2 separate regions of the Macaca mulatta genome follow, and region 2 is linked to region 1. A link is a contact called in public Hi-C data. All regions are on one chromosome and are shown on one strand. The core of a region is the stretch at or near the end of the contact, and the rest is flanking DNA. Distances in the headings are between cores, read along the strand shown. Region 1 overlaps ITGA1 (integrin subunit alpha 1). Region 2 overlaps MOCS2 (molybdenum cofactor synthesis 2).

Evidence for each region. A called contact is a pair of places that touch in the nucleus more often than the background predicts.
Region 2: a Hi-C map of fetal cortical plate shows a contact between it and region 1, with 4 times the contacts expected there. The contact joins two enhancer-like sites. A contact is called at or near these places in 8 of 14 Hi-C or Micro-C datasets (CD4 T cells, blood, cortical neurons and 5 more).

What each region holds. Positions count from the first base shown.
Region 1 is chr6:60,707,633-60,713,502 of T2T-MMU8v2.0, reverse strand. ITGA1 (integrin subunit alpha 1) reads right to left here. Exons shown (of 29, transcript XM_001094788.5): 28 at 5,705-5,821; 29 at 1-733. The coding sequence ends at 689. Among named protein-coding and RNA genes, the nearest start is that of ITGA2, 38 kb to the left of the region's middle. Within about 2 kb of position 4,497, at least 23 of the 40 cell types and tissues checked have an H3K27ac peak or open chromatin away from gene starts, as enhancers often do. A contact at or near this core is called in fetal cortical plate, where this site is marked.
Region 2 is chr6:60,852,082-60,857,960 of T2T-MMU8v2.0, reverse strand. MOCS2 (molybdenum cofactor synthesis 2) reads left to right here. Exons shown (of 6, transcript XM_015140069.3): 6 at 1-331. Among named protein-coding and RNA genes, the nearest start is that of MOCS2, 15 kb to the left of the region's middle. Within about 2 kb of position 2,985, at least 4 of the 40 cell types and tissues checked have an H3K27ac peak or open chromatin away from gene starts, as enhancers often do. A contact at or near this core is called in fetal cortical plate, where this site is marked.

The DNA of each region.
Region 1 (5,870 bases), core at 3,248-5,747:
CCCATTTAGTATACTTGTTTTTAAATGAGTCTATCCTGATTTTCCATCGTAGATAAAATTTCAGCTCAATTGCAGTACTTTCCAATCACCTTGGGGCGGGGAAGAAACTTTTTAGGTATAGAACCCAACACAAAGATGCTAAATGTATTCTTTGTGACTTAATTTTCAATCCATATTGTATATGGATTCTACCAAGGGAAAATGTTCTCATTTGGATCGGGAGAAATGATCTTTTTCAGGTAATTCTTTTCTTGGCATTTACAAGTGCTAACTGTCATGCTGAACATGGATATCCAACAGGAATCAAGGGGAAAAGCTTAATTTATATTGTTTTGAAAATAGATGTTTCCATGATCATAACAATCTTCTTATGTATTCCTTAAATATTTTGGATGGTGATTTAATACACAAACATATTTGTACAGGATTTTTTAAAAACACTTTGTAATTTTGCTTACTCAACAAAAATGAGTAATTATGTAAAATATTTTTTATCATTTTATAAATTATGTCTTTTTGGTATTGTTTTTGGATAATGCATGACCTGTCATTTTCCAAATAATGAATCCCTGATGGATTACATAGTTATATGACTATGTCATGAACTATACATTTCTTGTCACATATTTGAGGCAAACCTGAGGATAGATTATTGAATAATTGTTATTATTTTCTTTTGTAAAATATTTCATTTCTCCATTTTCTTTTTCAGTGGTCTTTTGAAGAATCCAATCTGTTGAGAAAACACAAAACATAACACAATTAACTATTTTAATTTAGGTAATAAATATTTATCCTTTTGGATAGAATTAAATTTAATAATATATTGGCAATGCTGGACACACAACTAATATAATTAAGACATAGTTTCTCATTGACCTATTAATATTCAATGTCAAAAAATGACATTTATTAAATTGCTGTTTCTTTTTTTTTTTTTTTTTTCTTTTGAGAAAGAGTCTCACTCTGTCGCCAGGATGGAGTGCAGTGGGGTGATCTCTGCCCACTGCAACCTCCGCCTCCTGGATTCAAGTGATTCTCCTGCCTCAGCCTTCTGAGTAGCTGGGACTAAAGGCATGTGCCACCATGTCCAGCTAATTTTTGTATTTTCAGTAGAGACGGGGTTTCACCATGTTGGCCAGGATGGTCTCTGTCTCTTGACCTCGTGATCTGCCCACCTCGGCCTCCCAAAGTGCTGGGATTACAGGCGTGAGCCGCCTTGCTGGTCCGCTGTATCATTTTTAACATTTTCATTGGTTAAATATATCATGACCCCTAGTAAAATATAGTATACATATTGAACTAATTAAAAGTTTCTGGGAAAATATTTTGGGTGACAAACAAACTGAAATTAGCTAGCATTGTCTCAACTTTGCCGTCATCTTTTTTTTTTTTTTTTTTTCAGGGATGTGGCAGAGAAATTTCCATCAAATGATCGATGACTGTAGGTTGAAGTCATTAGAGATGGTAGCGAATCTGACAGGTATATTATGACTAGAGCGTTAGGGAGATTTCTGAGTTGTCTGTATTAACTTTAAATGCATCAGGATGTCTGCTTAGATCTGATATAAAAAGCCTCTTGAAATATACTACGTCATTTGGAAATAAAAAATGAAGTCATTGGACATAAGAGAAATTTCACATTGTGGTGAATGGTGAGCCATATTTCAGTACGCTTTGCAATTTGGGGCATCATAAAATGCTCTAAGTGTTGCAATTGTTTCCCATTCTATAGAATAACAAAACTAAGTATAGGGGATAGAAGGGATCTTTACAATTATCTAACCTAAAATGCTTAGTTAAAAAAAAAATTAAGGGTCATAGATAAGTGTTTTTTCAAATTTGTACATATTTTTTAAATTTGAGAGAGAGCTATAATAGATCGAGCAAAGGCAAGGAGTTAATTCTTTGAAAGTGTGGTACCTCTATATCATTTTAATCACAAAATTATGGCAAATTATGCCAGGGAACGATGTATTTATAAAATAATTATTAAGCAACTGAGGGCTGAGAGGGGATAAACCCTCAAAAATATGCACTTTTAGGTTAGAAAATTTTTATTCAGGGCTTATGTCTTCTATTATGCCATCATCTAGGTGGTGGTAGATGAAGAAAAGGTGGTAACAGAACAAATACACATGAAAACAATAAGTTTGTCTTCCCCAAATGCCAGCTCTCCTACATGTCTCAGGCTTTTTTATATGAGCCAACTGTTAAAGTTCCAGATTCACAAACCATTAGGCTTCTCAACTGGTGCCTGCATGTCCTGAGTCAAAAATAAACACACAAGGCTTCACAAAAGCAGGTGATGGATTCTAAGACTTTTTCTCCTTTTCGTTCTGCTTTGCTTCTGATCTCTCACAGATCTTTTTGCTTTTTTACAACACTCCTTGGTTTCTACACATTAAATGTTCTATTTTAAAATAACTTCGGTTATCTAAGCATTCCACCCAACCAATTAACATGGGTTTTTAAGAGAAGTTAAGTGACAAAGAGTGGAGATTAGGAGAATATAGTTTATAGCTTCAAGGTGGACTGGGCCAATCCTAGCCCAAATCTGAAACAAACAGTTTGCTTTCAGCCCCAACACTTTCTTTGTAGCGCTGGCTTTCCTTTTTTTCTTCCTGTGTTTATTTCATGATCCCTTGTTCAAAACCCTATGCCAAAGGGTCTGATGAAATGATCTCTGTCAAAAAAGTAGGTGCTTAATGAATATAACATGGAATAATTGCTGAATAAACAAATTCACACTAATGTATAAAAGACTAAAAAGTGGTGAGATACCAGTCCCCATCCACACCGCCCAGAACATGTATATTGAATGAAGAATAAACCTTTAGGATTAATAAATAAATCATCAGTTGAGGAACTTCAGGCATCATTATGACGTCAAGTTAGGAGAGAGGAACGTTCTGAATCTCTCATGGTTCCTCGTGGGCTGAAGTCATTCTACTTTATTGGATATGTTGGCCTGGCTGGGCATCTCCCCCAGCGTGTAGTACCATATTTCAGGACAAGTTTCTCCACCTATTTAAACCTACGTCCCCTACAAGATTCCTCCCATCAATCATGAAGTGTACTAGGCAGCTACTATCACTTTGTCAAGCTTTAATTTTTGTCATGTGTATGACGAAGACAAAGATATAAAGACTGTGTCTTTTGAAACTGAATCTCTGCTCTAAGAGAAATTTTTGGCCTGTCTCTCACACAGAGACTCAGACTTTGGAGTCCAATGAACCTCCAAAGTGGTGGGATTCAGGAGAGGAAGGAAGAAGGGATAGTCCTGAGGTGTCTGATCCAGATCTAGTTAGTATAAAAAAGATGTCTGGGATAAGAGTAGCTCTTCTGAGCCTACTGCAACTGAATTCATGCTTCAGGGAGCTTCCAACTGAACTTTAAAGTAGGGGGAAGTAGGATTAGTCCTAATGGAACTACTGAAAGTCTGAATCCAACTAGGGACCCTCATTCCAAAACCAAAGACAGTATTATGTGTTTCAGAGAGTTCATGACCCTCTTGAACAAAACCCGACTCCTGGAGCTCCAGAGTAAAGAGCTCTGTTCTACAGCCTGCAGCAGTACGACATATTGGAAAAAGAAAGAGCTCTGTAGATCATTCCTTGAATCCACTCATTTACTAGCAAGTAATCGTGGGCGAGTCACTTTACTTCCCTTTGCTTTAATGTCCTCAGGTGTAAAATGTAGTTAAAATATTTGGTCGAAAAGATTGTTGCAAGGACACCAGAGGGAATGAAAGCAAGAGAGAACACGGACTGATAATAGTCAGTGGTTTTGGCACAGAATTCAGATCCTTACTCTGAATCTCACTATGTGTCTTTGGGAAATACACTTAAATTTTATGTTCCTCATTTACAAGAGGAGGTTCGTAAGACCTCATAAGGTTGATATGAGTATTAAGTGGAAATGCTTAAAGCAGAAGTGTTTAAAACAGTTCCCTGCACATAGTAAACATTCAGTAAGAGCTAGTTTCTTCCCTTCTGCTTTGGAATCACAGTTCTGATTGCTGGGCCTCCCAATGAAGTGGTTGAACTATTTCTACTGGGTAAGACAGCCCAAAGTTTGTCAAATGACATTCTTTTGGGGCTACAATAATAATAATAATAACCTAAGAAGCTGTCAGAATGTATCAACACATCATTATCTGGATGAAATAATGCGCTTATTTTTACATTTATGCTTTTTCAGACTACTGACTGAAAAATAGGTAACTGAAATTTCCTATTTGTTTGTCTGAAATAGAGGTACAAGGCTGGAAAAAACCTATTCAAATATCAGCTCTGGTTTTCCTCTTCTCCTGTCAGTGGTGTCCTAAAACCATACAGGTAAGTGCAGTGCTCAGAATAGAAGACTATGCTGAAAAAAATCAACAGTAACACTCTCTATTAGAGGTGCATAGAAATGAAGAAACCACTTCCTGTATTTCCAAGGACAACCTTGACACAAATAAGCCAGGCCTTGGGTACCACACTGTGGCAAAGCTAGGTATTACACGGAGAACACTGATCCCTTAGAAGTAGAAGGAAGAGCTAGACATGGATATAGTGGAGAATTTTGTTTGGGGAACTTTGCTGGAGAAAAGCCGTGGATTCTATTTACTGAATTAAATGCCACTGACCTACATCTGGCTTTGTTTGCCGTCTCCTCTAAGACTAAGCCCCTCAAAAGAGGAAGTGAGTCATAGGAGAGTAAGAAAGGATAGGAACGGTTGGTATTTCAGTGGGAGAGAAACTTGCTGTTTAAACTATTTGATTAAATAATTATGTTGCTCAGGTAATAGAATAATTAATATGTAGCCACAATCTATATTTTTAACATAAGTTAACTATTTAACAAAATAATAGGTAAAATATAGGGGAATATTATGCAAGAATAAATACCTATTTGATATTTAATTGAAAAAAGGTTCAACTTTGTATGGGATGTTATTCTCTATTCAACTTATCCCAAAAGCTGTCATTTCAGTTCTGCTTAATGTGAAAATTATACAGTTTCTAAGAGTTTTAAAAATCATGTCTTTTTCAGCCTAAGCAAAATATCTACATAATAATCCAGAGCTACTTGACACAAAATAGGTGGTTACTGACTTTTATCATAGAATTTGAAATAGGAGTCTGTGAAACTTAAAGACCTCCCCTACATCAGCTGATCCCACACCCTCCACTCAGGCACACAATTTATTACATAAAATGTTCCATGTCTATTTAAACATTAAAGAATTATTTGATGTTTAAGACACATAGAGATGTGTGATTAAAACAAGGCTTATGTTAACCATGAATCTACTGCTTACATATCCTTCAATTGGCATAGGAATTCATTTTTCTTTCTCTATAAAAGACAGTTTTCATTGTTCTCTATTTACAAAATAAATACATACTTGTTATAAAATTTTAATTGTTACAGATATATGAAAGTCCCTTATTGTCCTAACTCTAGAAAGATACTTTTGAGATTTTTGAATATTTCTAACCCCAAATAAGTTTTTTTTCCTTCGCAAAAATTGGTTCAAGTTGTATGCAGTGTTTGAAATACACATTTTTCTTTTTTCTTTCTCTTAGTCATCATTTCAACATTTGTTTCATTGCTGTGATAATACTATATTGCATAGTCTAAATAGATCATAGCTTATTTCTCCAGTTTGCTCTTGATGGTTGAAGTAGAGAGTCAAAGGAATTTTGGTGTTTACCTTCCACAGTGCTAAAATGAGCAGCATTAACAGCAATAATCCAGCAAAAGCACTCAGCAGGATGACCCATAATGGCACTCTGCCCGGTAGTCCATCTTTGGATATTTGAATAGCAAGCTGAAAATTATTAAACAAGATTGTTAACATGATAAACACCTATTAGAAC
Region 2 (5,879 bases), core at 1,736-4,235, 150 kb before region 1:
ACTGTAGGAAAGAAATGGAATAATTTAAAAGTGAGGAAAGATGTCTGTGGTAGACATGTCCTTCCATGACTAATTTCTAATTGTAACTCAAACTCACATTGAGGTATGGGCCCTCCTCAGTGACTTTAACTGACTCAGAAAGATACTCCTCCACCAGCCCCACTTCACCACCGCCGTCCGGGTTCAGGGAGAGTGTTATTATCAAGGATGCATGACAGGAATGTTGGCAGAACTGGAAAGTATTAAAAAATCATTATCAGACAGTCTTGATACATATTTTCAGAAATATATTAAAAATAATAAACTAAAACCGATTTCAAAAGTTTAAAAATAGTATTTTCTTTTTTTTAAAATTGCCTAAAATAGTTCTTACTATGGAGATTTCTGGGATTTTAGAATCTATAATCTTACCAGAAAACTTTGTTTTTATTAGTTGTTAATTTTATATCAATATACAAATCAGGACAAAATTGTCATAAATACCTGTTATGATTTTGTGTTTTAGGAAATTTACGTGGTTTGTGTTAAAATGTTTAGGTAAACAATGCCCTAATTTTTAGTTGGTTAAGCTTTATAGTATTTTGATAGACTTGTATATATAAGTCCCATATATTTCTTAAAAATTTTTTCCAGCTTTATTGAGGTATACTTGACAAAAATTATATATATTTAAAGTATACAATATGATGTTTTGATATACATATACATTGTGAGATGATTACCACAATCCAGCTAATTAACATATTCCTCACCTCACGTAGTCCCTTCTTTTGTGTGGTGAGAATATTTAAGATCTACTCTCAGCAAATTTCAAGTAAACATATAGCTCATAAAATAATAAAATACTAGCACAATTTGGGCAGTTGTCATCATCACAAAATTTGCATTATGCATATTAAGAACAAAAGGTATACTTTCAGACACTTAGATTGAAGGATTTTTTTCTTATGTTTGGGCAAATAAGAAACCTAGTAATCCTATTTGTTATATCTAGTGAAAACGTCTTTTACCTAAGGAATCCATTTATTCAACAAATATTTATTGAATAACTATTTTGTGCCAGGCATCCACCCAGTGATCTTTTTCTACCAACCTAAAATACCTCGGGGAACACTCTGCATCTTATCTGTGGCTGGGACCCACAGGACAGCCACACTGACTTTAGGAATCACCTGGTTACATCAGTTGATGCTTATTTCTGGAGAGATTGGTCCAGAAGGATACTGGAAGGGCAGACAAACCCTTCGCCTACTTCCTCTGCCGGGTTTGGGTTGCCTATTTCCTCTGCCGGGTTCGGTTCAGCCTTACCCTCTCAGTTCAGTGTCACTCTGTGCTTGCCATCGAGCTTCAGCCTGTCCCCATTGGAGAGCAGGGGTGGGTGTTGGCTGTTGATTATATCTGAAAGCACATTATCATGGGGTTACTGGGTCACTGTAGATATTTCTAGGATTTTGTACATAGGTTGTTAAATGGATGTTTATTTTGTCATATACAATGTTGATAGGTATATGTGGATTTCAAGATTTTCTTACTTAAATATTTCTTTAGAAGTTCCTTATGTTTTTAAAGAACATAGAACATTCTTTATATTTTAAAAGAATCATGCCTTCAGTAAGTAGGCTTTATTCTAAGTTTGGAACTGAGACTGTTATGCTTTTAAAGTCTACAATAGAGAGGTTAAGGAGTTAACCTGGGGCATGCCAGAACTGGGATGGAATGGCCTTGAAAGATTTTAGTGCATTGCACTTGACTTAGATAGGATCTTTCCTGACCCTTGCTTACTTAGGAATGGCAGAGTTAATTGGTGCTTCAGGTATTAAGGGGCTACTATCACTCTGATATGTAGCTTTTCCATCTCTGTAACTTGTCTTCAAGTAACTGGAAGAGTAATATATATTAAAAAAATAGCCTTTAATCAGATTGCCTGCAGTGTTTCATGGTCACTTTAAAGCCATGACTTTGCATGATTGCTAGGTAAATTCACTCAAGAAATAGGAAATACAAATTCTTTATGTTTCAAGTATTTTTGAACAAGTGGTAAAATGAAATTGATTTTTATCATGTTTAAATGAAAGTAACAGCAGATATTCAATGAGTGACTTATTTTGTGGATATTTTTGTCCTTTGGATATGATGCATAGAGTCACAATATATTTTCATCTTTTTTGAGAAATTAGTGATTTAGACATCTTACATAGTTACTGAGCACCTGGTACAGTAAAGATCTCTCTTAAGAATGATTTGTGTGATGTAGTTAGGTGGACCATCCAGCAGAGGGCGGTAGAGCCAGGGCCATAGTAAAAGTTACAGTAAAGTTGCGTTTAGCAACTTGAGTCTTAGATTTAATTTTGCATAGAATCAAAAGTTCAGTTTAGTAGCCATTTTCTTTAAAGTCAGGCTGTAGTGGTTCCTAAATGAAAATTAGGCCCTGATTTTCTGTAAGATGATGTCCAATCTTTGACACTTTAAAAATATTAAAAGATGATGATGAGGAAGGAGTTTTTAAAAATGCAATTTGTAGTTTTTAACAAGTGATGTAGAATAAATAAAAGTACTTTTTAAAAAGTAAGTGTACAATTATTTTCCAGTTAATTCTATGGGACAAAATGATTGCTTTAATACAGGTCTTTTGACAGCATTTCCTAACCTGCTCTGTGAAAAAGAAATAAAATGTAGTGCTCTTTTTCTGTAACATTTTATTTTTTTAAGAGATGGCGGAGGGGGAGTCTCATTATGTTGCTGGCCTTGAACTCCTGGGTTCAAAGGATCCTCCCTGCCTCAGCCTCCCAAGTAGCTGCAATTCCCACACTCAGCTCTCCAAGATTGTATTTGAATGTGAGAGATACAGCAGATGCACTTATTGATGGTTGTGCTGCAGTGAGCTGCCCTCCTGAGACGGCTCAACACAACTGCGATGGGCAGGGAGGCCTGTGAGACAGCACTGCAGACATGAATGGAGATGCTGGTGCATCACTATTTATGGCAGCACACACTCACTTTCCACCCCATCTTTGCATTACTCTGCCATCTGTACCGCGATGGCAGTCTGTGAGCCCAACGTGTACTTATTTTATAACTTCAACACATTTATTTCAGCATGCTCTTTAAAAATATTTAAACCCTCCTGCTTACTACTATTTTTTTAAAAAAAACAACTATGCAGATGACTCTGCTTTTGCATGTTGCAGCAGTTTGGCTGATTTTTTTTTCCCTCTCTATTCAAAGCACACATTTTATTTCAAGAGGTAAGTTGTGCTTTAGAGCTTTAGAGCAGTGCTTCTCAACTTCAATGCAATATGAATCACTTGGGGATGCTGTAGAACTTCCAATTTGACTTGAATAGTTTTGAGTGGCCCCTGAGATCTGTGTTTTTAACAGGCTTCAGGTGATGCAGCACCGTCTGTCCATGGGCCACACTTTGAGGAACAATGCTTTCTGCTGTCTCAAAACTTTGAAGGCAGTTTAAGAGTCCTACAAAACATCCTGTGGTCACTGCTAGAAACATAGACTGGACAACTATGGCGAATTATAGCCTCAGTCTTCTTAAATTGAGTCTTGGATGTGAGCAAAGTGAATGTATAAGATAAAAATAGTAAAATATATAACTTGTAAAAGTCCAAAGAAAATAACTTTATTTTCCAGACAATTGTAACAATATTCAATAATGTGGTATGAAAAGAGTGGCTTACAATTAATGAAACTTTTCTGTTTGTTATACTTGTATATGAGAAAAGCTATTAACTAGTTTATGTTGACAACAATTTAATTTTTGTTTCTCGTAAATCAAATGAATTCTGCAACTTCGTACAAACATGCATTTATTTTTATAGTTTTTGTGGAAAGTAAAGAGGCAAAACACATGTAATCAAAAACATCAAACACATTTGAACAAAGACTTATCTATTATGTATAAAGGAAAATATCCAAGACAATTTCTTTAAAATATACACAATTCTAACATAGTTATGCAATATATACATTCATATTTTGACAATCTGCCAAAATAAACAGGTACTTATGAAACTATATTTACATAATGGCTACAGTTTCAGTCTTTAGAGTTCAAAGAAATAGTTAATATTTTCACTTATTTCACACTTTTCCCCCATGTTTCTCATTCACCTCTAGATTTTAAATTAACTTTTCAAATTGGTTAAAATGGGTGTGCATACACAAAAGGGCATAGTCCTACAAAGTTTTTTATATAATTGTTTTATGTGTGGAAATTAAAATATGAAAGATGGATCAGGGATCTCAGTTTAAGGGATCCTGCCTTCTGTATGATGATGTCTTAATTTTTGAGATTTTCATATATTGGGTTATGGCTATATATCAGGACAGGTAAATACATTATAAAATTATACACTTTATAACAATTTTTAGTATAATCACTTGTGTGACTATAATAAATTGGCTTTATTTTCTTTACTCTTCACATTTTGAAGATAATTTTTGATAACTATTTTACAAAAATAACATTGCTAGCTAGAAAAATTTCTGTCCAGTTAGGAATTCTTATTTTGCTGCTGACATGAGTGATGCACAATTTTAAATCTCTGTAGTTTCTTCATAAGTTATTTTACTATCTTACTATTTTATAAGCCTTGTGTGGCAGTCAAGTTTTTACCACATTCTGTAGACCTTGTCTGTATACCATTTATGAAATGGAAATTTGAATTTGACATCTTTTATGCCCTCTACTGACTTTTAAAGCAAAAATATTGTTGAATAGGAACACATAGCTTTTATTTAAAAAATGTTTTTTCCCCTGAATTTCTTGTATGAATACTCACCTTTGCTTAAAAGTGCTTGAGAAATACTGCCCCCCAGGAGGCATATGACAATGTCTGGAGACATTTTTTGATTGTCCTGACTGCAGGGGGAGGATGCTCTGGCATCAAGTAGCTAGAGGCCAGGGATGCTGCTAAACATCATACCTTATAGGGCAGGGCTGCTGTCCTACAAGGTACAGGACATTCCCTGCAAGGAAGAATCACCTGGCCCCAAATGACAGTAGTGCCCAGGTTGAGAGACCCTGCCCTGGTGTGATAAATGGTGCACAGACAAGTGGCTAATGGTTTATAGTAATTCAACTACTCCCTGTAAACAGTGTAAACTAGGCTGATTATTTAAGGCAAGGCTAACCAAAGCTTTCAAGTTCTGTATATATATGTTTAGTACTTATTTAAGGAAGTACTCACCTAAAGAAGGTGAGACAGAGTAAAATAAAAGGAAGGATGTGCTATAATTCTTTGTATAGCACATTGAAAAGCTAATATTTATATATACAGTACTAACTCTTTTTTTTTTTTTTTAAACGGAGTCTTGCCCTGTCGCCCAGGCTGGAGTGCAGTGGCACGATCTCGGCTCACTGCAGCCTCCGCATCCCAGGTTCAAGTGATTCTCCTGCGTCAGCTTCCCGAGTAGCTGGGATTACAGGCACCTGCCACTACGCCCAGCTAATTTTTGTGTTATTAGCAGAGATGGGGTTTCACTGTATTGGCCAGGCTGGTCTCAAACTCCTGACCTCATGATCCACTGGCCTCAGCCTCCCAAAGTGTAGGGATTACAGGTGTGAGCCACTGTTCCCAGCCACAATGTTTTTTTAAATAGTCATTTTTTTGAGACAGGGTCTTGCTATGTTGCTTAGGCTGGACTTGAACTCCTGGACTCAAGCGATCCTCCTGTCTCAGTCTCCCAAGTAGCTGGAGCTGCAGGCACACACCAGCATCACTAGCTGTTAAATATTCTTTATCAAGTTAATGACTAGTTTCTCTAGTCTTTTTTTTTTTTTTTTTTTTTAATAAAATTTTCGTTGGAACAAAACAGCGAATTCTCACAGCTGTTAAAAGAATTGGACTCTGGCATACCTAACTAGA